Linked DNA regions of Pan troglodytes: region 1 is linked to region 2. The links are chromatin contacts, called in public HiChIP or PLAC-seq maps. All regions are on one chromosome and are shown on one strand. Each heading gives the region's core, a stretch centred on a gene start, on an enhancer-like site or on the middle of the called end of the contact. The rest is flanking DNA. Distances are from core to core; before and after follow the strand shown.

What was found. HiChIP or PLAC-seq counts read pairs in DNA pulled down with a chosen protein or histone mark.
Region 1: an H3K4me3 HiChIP or PLAC-seq map of stem cell-derived excitatory neurons shows a contact between it and region 2, with 4 times the contacts expected there. The contact joins the promoter of COL11A1 here to the promoter of RNPC3 in region 2. A contact is called at or near these places in 1 of 7 Hi-C or Micro-C datasets (stem cell-derived neural progenitor cells) and 1 of 1 datasets of contacts at active chromatin or transcription factors (stem cell-derived excitatory neurons).

Annotation. Positions count from the first base shown.
Region 1 is chr1:128,059,137-128,063,681 of NHGRI_mPanTro3-v2.0_pri, forward strand. It overlaps COL11A1 (collagen type XI alpha 1 chain), which reads left to right and starts at 3,032. Exons shown (of 67, transcript XM_001140143.6): 1 at 3,032-3,563. The coding sequence starts at 3,458. It overlaps LOC129144171 (a long non-coding RNA gene), which reads right to left and starts at 3,468. Exons shown (of 3, transcript XR_008548328.2): 1 at 3,383-3,468.
Region 2 is chr1:127,638,566-127,642,887 of NHGRI_mPanTro3-v2.0_pri, forward strand. It overlaps RNPC3 (RNA binding region (RNP1, RRM) containing 3), which reads right to left and starts at 2,493. Exons shown (of 16, transcript XM_063798879.1): 1 at 2,205-2,493; 2 at 1,873-2,068; 3 at 396-443. The coding sequence starts at 2,064. It also overlaps LOC104001770.

The DNA of each region.
Region 1 (4,545 bases), core at 1,782-4,281, 420 kb after region 2:
TATTCGTATTAGGGGCATCCAGCTATTGTCAAGGTGTCTTCAGTCTCCCTTTGGTTGTAGAGGTCTTAATGTTTCAAACACTGGTTCTGAGTCCAGCTCCCCTGATTCCTAGAGATTTGTGAAGATGTGAAGGATGGTTTATGAGCTTTTTACAATGTTTCATAAAGTTCTGTGGGCTCTGAAGATTGTTTAGAACTTTAAGTTTCCTTACTTTGACCTCCCAATCCATTGTCAAATTATTATCTCAGTTTCTCTGACAAGCCAATATGGACGAATGGTTAATTTAAAATGCTGCTACAGAAAAATTACTATTTTTTCTCTACTTTTCAAATCCTGTTTTTGAAAATCTTGCCAATAACAACTAATTCTACAAAGCTGAAAAAATTACTTTAAACATCATTATTTGTAAATGTGACAAAATAGGAAAATATCACCGATTGTGCTTCAAACTAAAGACTTATGTCAGGAAAACTGCCTGTTTTATTATATTTTGAATCTACACATAAACAATTAGCAAGGACTGGTTGAAAGATGGCCCAGGAAATGATGCCATTGGAAGTTCCCCTGTGTGAAGTTGAAGTTAGCTAAGGTGCCTCTCTTCTGGCCTTCCCCTGCTCCCATTGTTGTGTAGTATTATCCTTTCTTTCACTGAGTTAATCTCCTGTAAATCCATGGGCTGGTTCCTAGGGAGGCTCTAGATCTGGCATCTAGCAACAGGCTACAGGGCTTAGATATAATTATTCCTCACCATGAATTTGCTATGTTTCCTTCTAGAGGCATTCATTGAGACCCAGATTATGCCTAGCTGGGCAGTGGCCAGAGGAATTCAGACCACAAAGTACAGAGAGCATAAGGTGGTAATAACTCTATTCACCCAAGATGCTTTGCCTGAAAGGACCCTTTCACAGCAGTGAGAAGGTCTGAGTTGTGACCAGAAAGTAGGGACTGCTAGATTGACTGCATCATTTCTCACCTTCTAGAACAGTATCAGGCCCCAGAACTCTCAATAAATTTGAGAGCTATTAAGAGACAATTTGGAACACCATTTGTACATGTTGCTACAAGCACCGTAACTCTCTCTGGCTATTGAATTGATTTAGAATTCTGGCAGCTTCACAAATACGTATTTCTAAATTTGCATTCATTTCACTATTTTACATTTGAGAGAAGATGTAAAAAGTAATTTTTAAAATATCCGAAGATTCGACAGAAAAATCAGTTTGTACACAAGTTTGGACACAGCCAATATATACAAATTTTCCATCTGTGAGACGATGAGGGATAATGAAGATGGTAAATACATATATTTTTACTGTAAGGGTCTTAATTTGTAATTGTGCATTTCAGGTTCAAATGCAATATGATATTAAATTATTTTAACCAACAGTTTAAGGTTGTAATCTGAAGAACTAGTTGATGATATTTCTCTGCAGCTGATATGAGGCATCCCAAACATTTTGCCAACAGCATTACAAATGTCAAGTATTTTTTTACCTGTGATCTAAGAGATAGCTTCTTGATAAGGGAGTAGTTCTTTGTTATGGAGAGTGATATTTATATTGAAGGTATTTTCTAGTTGCTTTCTTCAGTTTATGTGTCTCTGTTCATGCTGTTATACCCCTATAAGGGCTCGATCTAGTCTTTGATCACCTTTCTTCCAATTTTAAACTGCATGAAGAGATTTGATATAATCTGATAGATCATGAGGCATATTTTGATGACTAATAGAAAACTGAGTTCCTAAAGATTAGTGGCAGCTGTAGAATTGAACATATGTACCCAGTAAACTTAGTTGAGGGCCTTTAAGCATTTAAATGACTTAAATACTCAAAGTAGGCCCTGGCCAATGCTTCTAGTCTTTGTCAACAGAAAAATGTGTTCATTCATCCAACCCATCTCTATTGAGTGGCTAATGTATGCTGGCACCCTGATGGGCACTGTTCCAGAAAATCTTTGAGAGAAACATCTTAGGAATTATTAACGAACAAAAAGGAGTCAATAGAATGGAATGATTTTAACGTGGAAAAAGTGACTTGGGAATCTATATTCCAGGTGTAAGAGGATTACTTTGAGGATGGGTTAAGTAGAGAGGGAATTTAGAAACCTGCCCTCTTCATTACTCTCACTGTGGAGTGACCACGTTTTTGGCTCCTGAGGCTGAGGGCCAGGGCCAGGCCCTTAATGAGGAGCTGTGGGCCGAGCCTCTTGGAGATTTCTGCTAGTTGCTTTCCTCGCCTTTTCTACACACTCCTCAGTACCCCCTCATCCAGGATCAGAACAGAATCAGCTGGAAAATTAAATTACTCACCCTCTTAATGTCAGCTCCCATAAATTTTTTCCTCCTTCTCCCTCAGAGTACAGTTCAACTCTTTTAAGAGGAAAGCCACTGAATGAACCTAGTGCTGAATTTAAACGTTTAAGAGATAAACCTGTCAGTTTCAGATCTCCAAAGAGGACTTCCCTACATGCTCTAGGTTTTAACTTCTAGGGTCCCTCCATTCCATCTTCATTCCTTTCTTCTAATTATTGGGTTAAAAAAATAAAAATAAAAACACTTTTCAGAGTAGGCAGCGCAAGGAGTCCACTGGTTCCACGTCTGCCATACGAAGCAGATTTTTGCACAAGGATAAGGTTACCGCTGCCAGCCCAGGACTCCAGCGGTGTGGCCGATCAGGCGCTGGACCCCTCCCCTCTCCCGCCGACCAGCGAGAGGCTAACAGACGGGTGCAAGTAGACAAGTAGCTGTTTTTATTGAATACAGAAGCTCCTTGAAAACTCCGTGTGCTCTGGGGCTCTCCTGCAATTCCTTTCATTCCCAAAGTGCTGGAGCCAAGCACGCGTCCCCCGTAACTCCCTCCCATTTTTTCTCGGGGATTTGGTAGGCGAGGAGGCAGGAGAGGAGTGGGGAGATGGGGGGTGGTTGGTGGGCTGGGCCTGCTCGGAGTCCTCATTCTTGGGCCGAGGGAGGCGGGGGCGGGCTTGGGGCCGCCCCAGAGGCGTGTGATTGGGTCTGACCCTCAGCCTGCTTGTCAGTTTCGCCCTGGGTGGGGGAGCTGGGAGCAGGGAGGGGAGTGGGCGGAGGAGGGGGCTGCCCGGAGCCACTCGTCCAGCCCACTGACGGCATGAAGCCTTTAGGGGCACACAGTACTCTCAGCTTGTTGGTGGAAGCCCCTCATCTGCCTTCATTCTGAAGGCAGGGCCCGGCAGAGGAAGGATCAGAGGGTCGCGGCTGGAGGGTCCCGGCCGGTGGGGCCAACTCAGAGGGAGAGGAAAGGGCTAGAAACGCGAAGAACGCAAACCACCAAATTTAGAAGAAAAAGCCCTTTGACTTTTTCCCCCTCTCCCTCCCCAATGGCTGTGTAGCAAACATCCCCGGCGATACCTTGGAAAGGACGAAGTTGGTCTGCAGTCGCAATTTCGTGGGTTGAGTTCACAGTTGTGAGTGCGGGGTTCGGAGATGGAGCCGTGGTCCTCTAGGTGGAAAACGAAACGGTGGCTCTGGGATTTCACCGTAACAACCCTCGCATTGACCTTCCTCTTCCAAGCTAGAGAGGTCAGAGGAGGTAAGAAAAAATGGATTTGGGGAGGTGGGAGATTGCCGTCGGTCCTACTGCTTCTGCGCCCCTCCCCCCACTTTACCCTTCCTCCCCGCTCTTCAAGGAAAAAAAAAAAAAAAAAGCAATTCCCTTAAATACAATCCAGATTGTAGCTGCTACCAGGTTGGAATTGGAAACTGGAGAAAGAGATGAATGTAGGCGGGACAATAAAGGGAGAGGAGGTAGGTAGCAGGAAAAAAAGATCTGTCAGGAGGAGAGCCTGCTGAAAATGCCCTTCACCACTTTCCAGCCTCTTTGAAAAGAGGAAAAATATTACCTTGAACACAAGGGCAGTTATACAAAGCTTTTGTTTGAGGCACAGTCTTTAGACTGCCCTTGGAACACATCTGGTTTCTTCAGATTCTAACTAATGGGAATATCTTTTTAAGGGTGAGCTGAGGAGAAAATATAAAGGGTATAAAATGAACCTTGATAAAGTTCTTTGTCTGCAACCAAGTGAGAAGCAGGCTGTTTTAGTTTTGGGGATATAAGAGAAACCAGGGGGCTGAATCTAGAAGATTAGGAACACTCTGTGTGTTTGGGGGGCGGGGGAGGGTCAATCTATTTTAAGTGGACAAAAATTGGCAGATTATTAGGAATAGGTTCAAGATAGGGAGAACACTTTCCCCTGAATTTCAGTGACTCCCCCCACCCCACCCCTCCGCTTCTTCTTGCAGGTTGGACGTGCAGTTCTCTTGGAGAATGATGAAAGTCGCCAAGCAAATGGGGTGGGGGCGGAGGACTAGGGATTGGGAGGGAAGGGGAGGCGGTGTGGGTAGGGTGGGAGGGGAGAGGTAAGGAACAGTTCCTACGTGGCACCACCAAATATTCAATGGCCAGACCTGCTCGGAAGTCTGCAACCCTGTCAGTACCCACGGAGGGAGAGCGACTTCACTCCTCCCCTCCGCCTTCTCCCTCCCTCTTTCCCCCGCCCTTTCCCGAAGAGGCA
Region 2 (4,322 bases), core at 1,243-3,742:
CTCCACTTGTTTCCTTCTGAAAAAATCCAATTAATCATTGGACTTCTAGCTAAAAGATCACCTCCTGTGAATGATTCCCTGGCATTATAAAGAAATGTATATTCTCCTTTTAACACCTGAAACATCTTACCTTGTAACAGTCACAGAGATATTTATCAATCTAAATCATTTAGAAATTGTTATTTTAATTACATATGCAGTTAGTTTTTCTTTATAGATAATCTACTAAAGGACTGGGCAAGATCTGCCAACTGACAAATCAAATGTAGTCTGTTGGGGAAACTGTTGGAATACAAACGCTTTTGCTTCTTAAAAACCACAGTTAAACATTATCTGAACCAAGATTGTATAAAAGGATCCTGTTGACAACTTTAATCGTCAAGAAAAAGTCATACCTTTATAGCTGCTTTTTCATTAGGGAATGTGGCAAAAGCTGTATGTTTCTGAAACAGAGTTAAGGTACAAATTACTTCCAATATAATTTCAGTTTCTCACAAAGAAATCTGACATTTTACCAGTGGAGTAATGTGACATGTTAATAAAATCACGGGAAAGGATGAAAACTCAAGACCATTTAACTGATTACTAATTTCAGTCCAGTGGTTTTCAATACTTTTTGAGTCAGACTTGAGATGAAAGCTATGCAACCTCTATCATATAAAGACACACGTTTTACACATGCAAATAGTTCAAAAGACCAAGAGTTTAAAGACCTGTTCTACACAGAGGGTCACTTTTAACTAACTAAAAATTTATTTCCTTCATTTATGCAGATCTAAAGATTTTAAACTTTCCTCTATACATAACAATGCGTAGTTTAAAAACATTCATCAACAGAGAAATCATTCTTCAAGGTGCATATTTCCTTTGTGCTTTATCTTTGTAATAATGTTCAATGGGAGAAGTCTATTTTTAAACATAAATTATACGGATTTTAAAAACCATCAGAAAAGAAACACAAATCAACAGTAAAAGAATCACTATGCTAAGGAAGAGCTCTGGTCAATGCTTATTAAAAATTACTTTAATAATTATATCGCACATTCTAATTTTGTCTAATCTGATACACGATGACCTGATGTACTTAAATTGAGCCATATATAATTTTTTTTTTAATTTGCGGGCATAAGTGACATTTAAACTGATCAAAATTGGTCTTTCTTCTAATTCAGTAACTCTCAACTTGGGCTGCACATTAACATTAAAATCACCTAGGGAAACTTTAAAACCACTGAGTCTTGCACCATCGCTATTCCTATTTTAATGAAGAGAAATCTAAAACATCTTTGGATATAAAGCAAAACAAAGTAATTGTGTAAATTCCTACACAGGTACTCTTAACAGCCCTAAAAAATTGTTCCCTAAAAGATGCCATCGGGAAATTTTCATGAAAAGCCTCTTTTTCTAGTTGAAACTCTGCATTTAATTTACGCAAGTCACCAATGTAGCTTCTCCTCTATTTTAATGAACGATTTAACATTGGCTTATAAATGAAGTAGGACTTTAAAAAATCCCTTGATGCACATCTGTAAGAATACTCTTGAGTCCAGGAGAAATAACCCCAAATTCAAAAAAGTTGTGAGGCTCTCAGGATGGATCCGAAAACTCAATATAACTAAGCTAATTTCCATTCTTCTGCTTTGTCGTTCTCACTTGCCCTTTTCTGCAGTGCTATGACTAATCCAGACTCGAGCCGATTAAAACTCCACTTCGCAGAGCAGATATTTTGATAAAAAAGAGGTAGGATGGGGGAGCTCTCATCACACAAGTCCATCTTCCCCACTCGTTTCCATTTTACTCTTGTCAGCGCTCCCCCTCCCCGGTCACTTCCCAAATGCCTTCCCGGGAGACTCCGGAGGGGCGCACCCTTACCAGTCGCCCCTTATCTGACAGGACCCGCACAGACTGAGCCCCGAAGTACTTCAGCAAGTCCTCTTTCTCCTCAGCAGTAAGCTCAGCCGGCAGGTGCCTGACCAGAAGGGTTCGGTCGCCCCGAGGCGGGGAAAGCGAGGAGGAGCTCGTGCATCCCCTTGATATCGCAAGCGGCTGCTCGGGAGCTGCCATTTTCCTTGGAGAAGCAAAAACAGAAATCGTGGGAAGAAGTCTCAGTCAAAATCGCGGCATCAACACAAGCTGGGAGAAATATTTTTTCCGCCTCGCGCTAAGGATTCTGGAAACCAGGAAATACCGAGAAAGAAAGTCACCTTCTCGCGAGAACTGCGCCACGGAAAAGCGGCAACCCTTCGAAGACTCTTTCTTCGGGGAAGGGCGCGGTCTCCGGAAACACTTACAAGCAAAAATTGGCCCAGAGATATGCGAGGGTTAACACCAGTTGTCAATCAAAGAAGGAAACAGGAACCCCAGCCACTTCAGGGAAAGAAGGTTGACGCTCAAGGACAAGAGGACTCACGACTGCGCATGTGCGGGCTGGGACCGTCACAGGGCGGGGCGGGGCGCACGGCGGGGCGGGGCGCACGGCGGGGCGGGGCGCACGGCGGGGCGGGGCGCACGGCGGGGCGGGGCGCACGGCGGGGCGGGGCGCACGGCGGGGCGGGGCGCACGGCGGGGCGGGGCGCACGGCGGGGCGGGGCGCACGGCGGGGCGGGGCGCACGGCGGGGCGGGGCGCACGGCGGCGAGCGCTATCTGGAGCTGACCGCGCGGCTCTTAATCCCTGGCCTTGGGAAAGTGAATTGGCCTGAATAGCAAGGAGGAGAACTTGGGTGTGGAAATACCGGGTATGTTCTTACAGTATTTAGATGGTAAAATATAAAGCTAGCCAGTTATTCTGTCAACTCATTAGACACCATTGTAGGGAGGAGAACTCAGTTTAAGGGGCAAAACGTTGAGAGTTCAGACTTTTTTCTTGAATCAGTAGGCATTTAGCAGACGGATAGGCCCCTGCCAGGGTTCATTTCGCAGAAATGGCAGCCTCTAGGGAGAGGTAACCTAATAAATAAATTATTGCGTGTGTGTGTGTGTAGGGGTGTGTGTGTGTGTGTGTATGTGTGTGTGTAGGTGTAGGTACTTTTCTCCCTATTTTACAGCTGAGGACACTGATGTACAAAGAGGTTAAATCACACAGCTAGAAAGTAGAAGAACTAAGTTTTGACCCTTGGTGTTCTGACTTGGGGTCTACATTCTAATCCACTGTTCTGCCTAGATTCTGAATGGAGTGAGGCAGGGATCATCCCCGGAGGGTCAGGAATGTACCCCTCACCCCATACAGAGAGGGCCTTGAGGATTCTAAAGAGAGGTTTTATGCTAGATGTAGCTGCTACAGTCTGGAGAACGAGAGTTCCTCTTACAGTTCTTTTTGCCACTTAAATAAATGTTAGAGATACAGCAGTAAGCAGTATACCAGCAATCTGCTGTCATCCCACATTGGTTGGGGAAAAGGAGAGAGACAGATATTAATGAAAACTAGAAGACAAACATGAGAAGAACCTTCCCCACACACCCACCAAAATATCAGATAGGTAGAGCCAGACCACGTAGACGCTGTAGATTTGTTAGGAGCCCTTTTTATTTGAAGAACATTTAGAAACTGACAAATTCTTTAAGTAGGTGTGTGTTGAGGGGAGAGAATCAAAGTTTAGGTATGAAAATTTCTCCGGTTGCAACGCAAAAAACAGAAGCAGAAAGACCAGTTGGACTACTGTAGAAGTCTGGAGAAAAACACTACCATAATAGTTTGGTGAAAGTGGACATGTAGAGAAGGAACTGGAATTGAGATATGTTTTAGAAGTAGTTGATAGGAACTTGCAGATGAAGAATAGTAAGCAAGGATAAATTCTGGATTTTTGGCTTAAGCTAGATATTATCCATCTGTAGATGATGATGCCATTTGCTGAATGTGAGAAGATTGACCAAGTATAGCTAGGTTAGAAACTGTAGTGGGACATTGGGAATAGAGGAACATATATTAAGTTTAAGGTATCTATTCAGTATCCCTGTTTCAAGTAGGAAGTTGAATGTGTGTGTTTGGCATTCTTGGGAAAGGTCACCACTAGGTATGGCATCAACCTATATGGTATTTATATCTGAAGAATGACAAAGGGTATAGATAGAATTGTGCCCAGAATGGAGTCATGGGACATGCAGATGTTGAGAAGTTGAGGCAAGGAAGAAGAAGAAGACAACCAATTCCTGCCCTCTCAATGCTTACTTTCTAAAATCAAGACAGAATAAATATGTAAATAAAGTTCTTTTCAGAGAATAATAAGTGCTTTGGAAAAAATAGGGTAGTGTTATAAACCGATTGGAGTGGTCATGCTATTTTAAACACTATCCTTCAGCGGCTTTTGTGTGTGTGTTCTTTGAA